Regions from separate parts of the Mus musculus genome. Here regions 2 and 3 are each linked to region 1. The links are chromatin contacts, called in public HiChIP or PLAC-seq maps. All regions are on one chromosome and are shown on one strand. Each heading gives the region's core, a stretch centred on a gene start, on an enhancer-like site or on the middle of the called end of the contact. The rest is flanking DNA. Distances are from core to core; before and after follow the strand shown. Region 1 holds the start of Snrnp48 (small nuclear ribonucleoprotein 48 (U11/U12)). Region 2 overlaps Bloc1s5 (biogenesis of lysosomal organelles complex-1, subunit 5, muted). Region 3 overlaps Txndc5 (thioredoxin domain containing 5).

What was found. HiChIP or PLAC-seq counts read pairs in DNA pulled down with a chosen protein or histone mark.
Region 2: a contact with region 1 is called in an H3K27ac HiChIP or PLAC-seq map of trophoblast stem cells, with 3 times the contacts expected there. The contact joins the enhancer-like site here to the promoter of Snrnp48 in region 1. A contact is called at or near these places in 5 of 39 promoter capture datasets (the 3T3-L1 cell line, cranial neural crest, frontonasal cranial neural crest and 1 more), 6 of 484 Hi-C or Micro-C datasets (cerebellar granule neurons, double positive thymocytes, embryonic fibroblasts and 3 more), 3 of 115 datasets of contacts at active chromatin or transcription factors (embryonic limb bud, stem cell-derived neural progenitor cells and trophoblast stem cells) and 1 of 9 other capture datasets (liver).
Region 3: a contact with region 1 is called in an H3K4me3 HiChIP or PLAC-seq map of the 230-238 cell line, with 10 read pairs. The contact joins the enhancer-like site here to the promoter of Snrnp48 in region 1. A contact is called at or near these places in 6 of 39 promoter capture datasets (the 3T3-L1 cell line, the C10 cell line, cranial neural crest and 3 more), 1 of 15 datasets of contacts at CTCF or cohesin (the NIH/3T3 cell line), 9 of 484 Hi-C or Micro-C datasets (3T3-L1-derived adipocytes, the G1E-ER4 cell line, cerebral cortex and 5 more), 3 of 115 datasets of contacts at active chromatin or transcription factors (the 230-238 cell line, embryonic stem cells and large pre-B cells) and 3 of 9 other capture datasets (adipose tissue, embryonic stem cells and pancreatic islet).

What each region holds. Positions count from the first base shown.
Region 1 is chr13:38,203,554-38,206,442 of GRCm38.p6, forward strand. Snrnp48 (small nuclear ribonucleoprotein 48 (U11/U12)) reads left to right here and starts at 1,386. Exons shown (of 9, transcript NM_026382.2): 1 at 1,386-1,575. The coding sequence starts at 1,420.
Region 2 is chr13:38,608,921-38,611,809 of GRCm38.p6, forward strand. The region is part of intron 4 of Bloc1s5 (biogenesis of lysosomal organelles complex-1, subunit 5, muted); the gene reads right to left. Among named protein-coding and RNA genes, the nearest start is that of Bloc1s5, 25 kb to the right of the region's middle. Within about 2 kb of position 1,416, at least 3 of the 459 cell types and tissues checked have an H3K27ac peak or open chromatin away from gene starts, as enhancers often do. A contact at or near this core is called in trophoblast stem cells, where this site is marked.
Region 3 is chr13:38,501,848-38,504,736 of GRCm38.p6, forward strand. Txndc5 (thioredoxin domain containing 5) reads right to left here. Exons shown (of 10, transcript NM_145367.4): 8 at 2,877-2,889; 9 at 1,584-1,713. Among named protein-coding and RNA genes, the nearest start is that of Gm31834, 25 kb to the right of the region's middle. Within about 2 kb of position 1,529, at least 85 of the 459 cell types and tissues checked have an H3K27ac peak or open chromatin away from gene starts, as enhancers often do. A contact at or near this core is called in the 230-238 cell line, the G1E-ER4 cell line and adipose tissue, where this site is marked.

The DNA.
Region 1 (2,889 bases), core at 136-2,635:
CAAATTCCCCTTTTAGAAAAATGACTGCATAGCTAACTGCTACTCTGGCAACAGGCATCCATGTGGTACACAGACATATATGCAAAATATCATAAAATGCACTTTTTACATGAAAAATATTCAAGACAGCATGTTACTACCTGAGAGTTACAGTATTCTATGTTGTTAACAGGATGCTTTACAAACTGTTAAACTGTCACTGAACTAACATTTAGTCTCAGTGAATACAGTGTGGCCAATGACCACCTAGTGATTTCGAATTCAGGACCACCACTCTCAGGAGGAGAAGCCAAATGTAACTCAGACAGGAATTTGGTCTCTTAGATACCCCAGCACAGTCTCTCTCTCTCTCTCTCTCTCTCACACACACACACACAACAGGGTTTCTCTGTATATCCCTGGCTGTCCTGGAACTCACTTTAGACCAGGCTGGCCTCGAACTCAGAAATCTGCCTCCCAAGTGTCTGCCTTCCAAGTGCTGGCCAAGAGCCTGGCTCTCTCTCTTCCTTCCTTCCTTTCTTTCAAAGATTTATTTATTTATTATATGTAAGTACACTGTAGCTGTCTTCAGACACACCAGAAGAGGGCATCAGATCTCATTACGGGTGGTTGTGAGCCACCATGTGGTTGCTGGGATTTGAACTTCGGACCTTCGGAAGAGCAGTCGGGTGCTCTTACCCACTGAGCCATCTCACCAGCCCTCTTCCTTTCTTTCTTAAAGATATATCTATCTATCTATTTATCTAATGTATAGGAGTACACTGTAGCTGTCTTCAGACACACCAGAAGAGGGTATCAGATCCCATTTTAGATGGTTGTGAGCCACCTTGTGGTTCCTGGGAACTGAACTCAGGACACCTCTGGAAGAGCAGTCAATGCTCTTAACCAGTCCTGTTCTAAATTAAGAAATAATAACCAATTATAGCCAATTGGTTAAAACATAATAAATTGCTTTAAAAAGAATTTGAAGAGCCGTTTCAGGAATTTTCTGTTTGATCATGCATTGTGATTATGTAGGAAAATGTTCTGAGGATGTGCATAATAGCATTTGGGATAAAGAATCTAGAAGTAATTGTAAGAGGGAAAACGCTAATGAGCTGGAGAAAGGCTACACTGACACTTTCTGTGTTGTTCTTTAAACTTTCCTGCCGATATAAATAATTTCTCCTAAAAACATCGAAGGAGCAGCGGAATGATGCTCAAAGCTGGGACGCAAGTTCTAACCTGCTACGCAAACTAAACCCAGAAGAGCGTGGAAACACCTTTCAAAACTACCGCTTCCGCCCTGCCCGTCGGCTCTTCCCGATAGGCTGGCGCCATCCCGGGGCCCCGCCCACGGCTCCCAGAAGCCCGTGCGCGCCCAGAAGCTCGTGCGCGCCCAGCAGTTCCGCCTCTTCCTGCCTGAGGTGAGCTGCCATCATGGAGACCGAACCTCCTCCTCTGGAAGAGCGGCGTCGGCTCCAGGAGGAGCTGAGCGAGTTTGTGGAGAGCTGCTGCCGGACGCTGGAGGAGGTGACGGCGTCCCTGGGATGGAGCCTGGATCAGCTGGACCCCGGGGACGAGGCGGAGGCCGAGGTGAGGGGCGAGGTTGCCCGGCCTTTCCCGGGCCGCTGACTTCTCGCCGTGGGAAAGGCGCCCGGGGAGCCCACTTCTCTCCATCCCGGTGCGATGCAGGGGAGGACAGGGCTCGTCCGGTGCATATCCCGGGGGCGCTGCTGCTGAGGTTGGCGATTTGCTTCGTCATGATATAAGGATTCTGCATTGCGTTAGATTCAGTGTTCACTTTTCTCTATCTTAAACCCGGACGCTTCCCACTCGGACAGGACCGATTGTGGGACGATTAAAGGGCGCCACCAAGGAATGGTAGCTAGTAGCGGACCCCTAAGGAGTGTATTAGAGTGAATTATCCTGACTTATTTAATAGGTGCAGGATAGAGGGAATTTGCGTTGCGCGGTGATTTCTTATACCCTCTTCATTTACTATGATGCAGTAACAAGGTTTAAGTCATATGTCGATGGAAATATTTAAGATATATGCAATTTACGTACAAGCTAATCACCATTGTCTTAAAATTGAAGTGGAAATTGGAAAGAAAAAAAACCCTTCATTGTACCTTTACAAGTATATTTGGAGTTGTGAATTAACCAATATAGTTCATGGCTTAAAGCCTAGTAACGATGCTGTAAAAATGGATTTGGGGGACAACTGAAAAAGTTTGAGGTATGAATTGATAATTTTATGAAATTTCCAGACCATTGAGAATGGAGGGCCCCACCACTCCTTCATTTATTATCGAGATATTAGACAACATCGTGATATTAACACTTAACACGTTCTAAATGGCACTGCGTTACTTCATTTAAAATTCGTATCCCAAGGAGGCTAGAATAATTGGCAGCATTTTACAAATGAAGAAACAAAAACATCCCAGTGGGATTGGCAACTGGGACTTGCAGGCCTTCTGATTTCTGAGGTGTATTTTGCTTAACCGCTATATGAAAGTCCATTGTAAAACTCCCAGATTATCCAGTAAACCGTGAAGTACATGATTATCTGATACTCACTGTTGTAACTGGCTTAAAAAATCTGGTAAATGACATTGATAGTTTTGAGACTAGTCCAGATAATTAATCAATTTCCATGTTTCATGTGCACTTGTAGAGTTTGTCATGGTAACAGTGGGGGGAGGGGTAAAGAAATGACAGCTGTTATTGTGTGGCAAAGTCTGTAATGGGGGGAGTTGAAATTTTTGTAGTACTGGTTATTATAGACTATGATGGGTCAGAAAAAGCATCTAGAAAAGTATATTCTTTAAAATCTGCGTGGGGCTAGGCTAGAGAGATGGCTCAGCGGTTAAGAGTGCTGGTTCCTCTTCCAGAGGTCCTGAG
Region 2 (2,889 bases), core at 166-2,665, 410 kb after region 1:
CATTCGTCTAAGCCAGTAGTTCTCTTCATCTTGAAGAGATGTTTGGCACAGATATACAGGAATGGAGAGATATTACTGGCATTTAGCAGACAGAAGTCAATGTCAAGGACAGCCTATGGCGATCCCATTACACATCTGGTCTCCGATGCCAGCAGCACCACGGCAGAGGAACTTTACTAAGGGAAAATTCTGAATAGGCCAAATGAGGCTGCAAAGGCCTTTGGGAAGCCAATATGGTAGGCAGTGCCTGCTATCCTAGCATCCAGAGGCTGAGGCAGCCTGAAGGGTACTGGTGAGATCCTGCATCAGGAAGATTCAGAACGCCTGTTAGTAACACGCATGATGTTAGCTTTATCTGAGCTTTACACGGGCATAAAGAAGAAGACTTTAGGAAAAAGTATCAGTATAAAACCTATTAAATTATTTTACACAGAGCAATCTATACTTCTCTCCTCTGCACTTTCTAGTTCTATCAAGAAACAATGGCTATATTCAAACTCTATCAACAAGGCTCCGTGTGATGTCACTGCTCGCATGATAACATCATAAGGAAGCTAGCTACAGTCAGTAAGTGTCTGCGGTCGAGATGAAACAGAAGCCTGCACAGTCAAGTCCTTGTCATTGGGCCGGCTGGAACGGGTTGCCAAAGTAGATGCATGCCCACGGAGCCACGTTTATATTCTGACCACTGTCCCCGGCCACCTCATCTTTCCATGACTGTTTTGGAGTGAGTGGACGTCACAAGTTAACTGTATTTTCAGTTCACTATTCTCTCAGCACCAAGAACACACTCTGTATTAGGGCAGGTCTTAAGACATGCGGAATCACAGCAGAATGGGCATATATTGTTCCTTTGAATGTTCTTTTAGATATCAATTGTGGGAAATGTGATTTGGACAAATGATGCTTATCAATTTACTTCCCACAGAATTCCACAAATTGTCTTAATATAAAAGAATTACTGATTAATGGTAACAGCCTATTTTATTCCATTACTACTTCCATCTTTCTTTGTTTGGGGAGCCTTTCAAATATACAAAATGTGGCCAACAGGATAACCCAAGGCAACAACTAATATTAGACAGGAAAGTGCAAACCGGGGTCATTTTTCATCTGTACATACTTGCTGTACAAGGAACTAATTGACCTTTATGACAAATATGTGTTATGTATATGTGTGTATGTGGTGTGTATGTGTATGTATGCATGTACTATGTGTATGTGTGTCTTCTAAAACCTTTGTCAAACTTTGAGTAAAACCTTGGCTTTGCCAAACCTTGAGGAGGAGGTAGGGTGGCAGTAAAATCAAACAATTTTCAGGCCCTGCAGCCACATACTTCCAATGCTCTGTTGGTTAGGTAAGTATAACACTGAAAGAATTAGGACTTAGACTAAAGGCTTATCCCAGGAAGCATGTAAGGAATTCTCACTTACGCTGCTCTGTGAAATGCACATCCTCCATAACGTCAAGACAATGTATTAACCTGTCTGGAGGGAGAACTCAGAGCCCCTCACAATGCCAGACCCACTGGCTGTGCTAGTCCTTGGTGAAAGAGCAGTGCAGTATATTCCAACACTCCTAGGCAAAGCCAGGCACCACGCCAAAGTCTCTGTCATGAACTTGGGATCAAGAAGCAGGAAGGTCAGGAGTTTATGGCCAGCCTTCGCTAGAGAGCAAGCATGAGGTTAGCTTAAGTACTATCAGATCATATCTGAAAATAACAAACAAACAAAAGTGTGCAGCCAGCATTCTACCAGATACTCTGTTCTCACAAACAGAAGCGGTCTTGCCAGTAACAAAGTGTGCAGCCCGGGCCTCAGGGTCCTCCACACACACCTAGAGCTGACACTGGACAGCCAAGCCAGCGCTCACTGCCTCCTCTTCCTTGTCTTTGATTCGGCCGTTGTCCTCACACTCCCACAGCCTTCCACACACTAGCATCTGAACCCTGCTTGCCAAATGGCGTCAGGCATGGAGAGCCACAGCTTCCTAATCGTCCCTTCTGCTGAGAGCACACAAGGCTCCTGTAGCCTGGCCACAGTGCACACGTTGCCCATCTTCTATCAGTATTGTGGTTTATGACTCCAGGGCTTTAGCTCCCCAGGTCTAGAAACCGCCTTCACCTTAACAAACAAGAAAGTGCTCCCCTGGTGGCTGTTGGTAAAGCACAGATTAAACCATACTTGCTGCCCAGGCTGGCCTGTCCACTCCAGTCCCTGCCTGCACTTCCTCAGTGCTGTGCTAGTGTTCCATCCGATACAGGTCTCCCAACCACAACTCTGCCTCGATATGTCCTCTGTGCTCAGCAAAGTTCGGCTTCCGGAGCTGGGCTCTTGAACCCTAGGGTAGCCAACCCATCTGGCTTACACACCAGGTCCTTCCAGTAAGGTTTGTGCCATGCAATTATCGAGTTTCCAAACTCTCTATGGGCACCCAGAATTGGATAAAGGATGTGAAATCACAACTCTGGTAGGATTCATTCCATTTCCCACCTATGCTGTGGCAGACCTCAGTTAATGAGAATACACAAGAGAAGGGTTTGCTTTCAGAGTGATTAGACGTTTCAACATCTGTACTAGTAAATGTGATGTGTATTTTTATTAATGTAGAGCAATGAATAAATTACTGAAACACTAAGAAATGTCCAGGTGAAACCACCACATTATCTCATTAACTTACATTTTACCCTGCTTTTCCACATTTGGGTTATGATACAGTTCAATGTAAGCCGAGCATTGTCTAGCTAAGGCCAGAAACTGTGATTGTCCACTGAGCACTTGCCACCTTATCTAAAGGGACATGCAGATGCCACACTGAAGACGGATGGCTTCAGGCTTATATGCAAGGGTTATGTTGTTGTTTTTTTCTTTCTGTGTGAGACAACACTT
Region 3 (2,889 bases), core at 279-2,778, 300 kb after region 1:
GAGTACCCATCTAGAATCTCAGTCCTGCTGGGGTTGAGACCAGAGGATCTCAGAGCTTACTGGCGAGCCAGCCCAAGCCATCAGTGAGTGCTAGGTTCAGTGAAGTCTAAGAAAGACATCTGATGTCAATGTTTTAGAGTCCACACAGCACACGCACACAAACCTGCTCAGGTAAGGCTGGGAAATTCTGAATATTAGTGCTACTGTATGACTGGGGTATACACGAGGCCCTGGTTCTACGCCCTGCACCATACATGTAGAAGGCAAATTATAAATGGTACACACATAGCCCATCGTATGCTGAGCTCAGAAGAAACGTGCCAGTTAAACAGACCATCTCTCCAGCCATGGCCTTTTCCAGGGGTGTTTTGATTCGCTCATTCCTTTCAGCCCCATCCTTCAGCATGCCTGTTTATAACTGAAGGCTGAGCCCTTGGCTGGTTAAGACAAGACAGCTGCTGGACAGTTGTGGGGCTGTGAAAGGCAGCCTGTTTTGGTTGAGTGAAGCTTGCTCCAGAGACCCAGTAGAAAACTCTACAAGGGATGGAACAGTGAGCCAAGTTCCCAGAGACAGGTGCCTGATACCACAGAGCCCCAAGCTCTGGTATTCTAGCTAGACTCTACCCTCACAGTTACCTGACAATAGCCAGGTATGCTCCTCCCCACAGCTACCCTGCAACTACAAGATAGCCCAGCCCACTATAAAATGGGCTGCTTGGCTCTCCTCTCTCTTAAGCTCTCACCTTTCTTATTCTCATTTCTAGCCCTCCTTCTCTCCCCCCCCCCAAATCTCTTTACCGTCTCTCTTTCTCTCCACCTTTCTACAATAAAGCTCTAAAACCATAGACCATCTCTGTTCAAGGCCCTCTGTGCTTGAACTATGGGATAGGCTTTCCCCTAAAGAGCCGCGTGTAACCTCAGGCTTCAGAGAGAACCAAGGACTCTCACCAGCGTGCCCCCTATACCCCTGCCCTCTCCTCTCTTCAGCTCTGGGGATAATAGGGCTGCCCCTGGGGCCCCCACTTTGTTCTCAGCTCTTCCGAGACAGACAGCAGCGTCTGGGATGTCCAAGACAAAACTGTTATCTCTGGCTTCCGTGAGGCCCAGAGACCTTGGACCCCTTTCATCCCCCGAGGGCTGGGGTCCGTGGCTTCCCACAGCCAGACCCGGGGCTGAGTGGAGAGCAAGTGGAAGTCCTTCACGTCCACCCGTCCAGAGCACTGGAACTCTGGTGGGACGCAGGTTTTCTCCCACCCCTTTATCCCCCCACGTCCGCCGCCCAACAGCCGGTCAGCAGGCAGTACCCCACTCCCAACACGTCACATCTTAGGACCGTACAGCTAGACCCCAGCAAGAACCCAGAGCCCCACTCTGAAAGGCCAGCCTCCTCTGCTGCAAAAGGCCCTTTTTTTCTCAAATGGCACAACTCAAGATACAAATCACTCTCTAGGGAGGCCTGGCCAGAGTGAGCCAACTCATTCCATGATGCTGAGTGAAGGTCCCTTGGGGCACTGATCCAATCCTCAGCTCCACCTCCAGGCACATTTCGCCCCTCCCCCGCGCCTCCTCCCGGAGGTACCCACCGAGTACTTGCTGCAGACATTGCGCTCAGCGGTGCAGTCCACTTCTGCGATGGTGACATCTGACAAGCCTGGGAATTCCTTTTTAGAGAGCTCCTCCCAGGTAGGAGCCAGATTCTTACAGTGGCCACACCTAGAAGAGAGCAGGGGTTAGCTGTACCAAGATCTGGTCACCACACCCTCGTAGAATCAGTTAAAACCACCAAATTCTCCCACTGGGTGCACATGGGCCCGCCCTTCCTCTCCTAAGGAGGAAGTGAAAGCCCTGCCACCTTTGGTAGCCTGACAGAAGTGAGCAGGTTTGCAAAGTTAGACTCTGATCTCACAGAATGGTGAGCAGGGCTGACACCTAAAGTGACCGTGAGCAGCAGGGGGAGCGGGAATCACATGTGAGGTCACACAGTGATGGTGTAGATTGCACTGCCTGGGCAGGGCGTCCTTGATAGGTCATTCACAACAGAGCTCTGCTCAAATCTTCCCTTTGCTGCCGTTTGCTCTCTTTCTGCCTTCCCCACTTCTCTCTCCACTCACCTATCTGTACAGCTCTGGGGGCTTCTAAACTAAAAGGTTAATAGCATTGTGTGGCACCCTTTCTCCTTTGTTTCTCTTTGTAGCCCAGGCTGGCCACGAACTCACAGTCCTCCTGCTTTAGCATCCCTGGTGCTAAGACTTCAGGCCTGAGTCTCCTTTCTATTCAAGGGCAAAAGCTGCCCAACTCACGGGTCACATCCTCCTTAGCAGCACACCTGCATGCAGCAGCACCCCCGAGTGCACGAAGCACCAAGCTGATAGGGGTGTCACGGTGACCACTGTGTATTTGGGTTGATCATCTCTATGGACTGTGCTTGTTCAAATGGACTGTACTGACAAAGACATAAGGAAACTGAGGTTCAGGGCCATCACAGGACATGCAGGTTACAGCTGTTCATGGAAGTCATAGAACCCATCTGTCCTCCAGTGCCAGGCTATCTAGGTCTCGGTTTGCTCTCCGTCCACTGAGATTCTAGTCCCCGAGGACCCCGTGCCAGGAAGGTTTGGGTTACTAGGTCACGTACTGAATGGCTCGACGAGAAAGCTGAGCCCATCACAATTCACTGATGGTTTTGTTTGTGCCTAAGTAGGCTGAGCTTTAAAAGTGAATGCTCATCTTCCTCTCTAAAATAACGGTTGCTGCACGGGGTACAGTAGAGTCATTTCCTGCAAGGTGGCCTACGTGTGAGTGTGACCCGTGCCCACTCCGCTGAGACACATGCTGTGACAAGGAGCACTGGCACAATGTCTGAGATGGCAACTTACCACGGAGCATAGA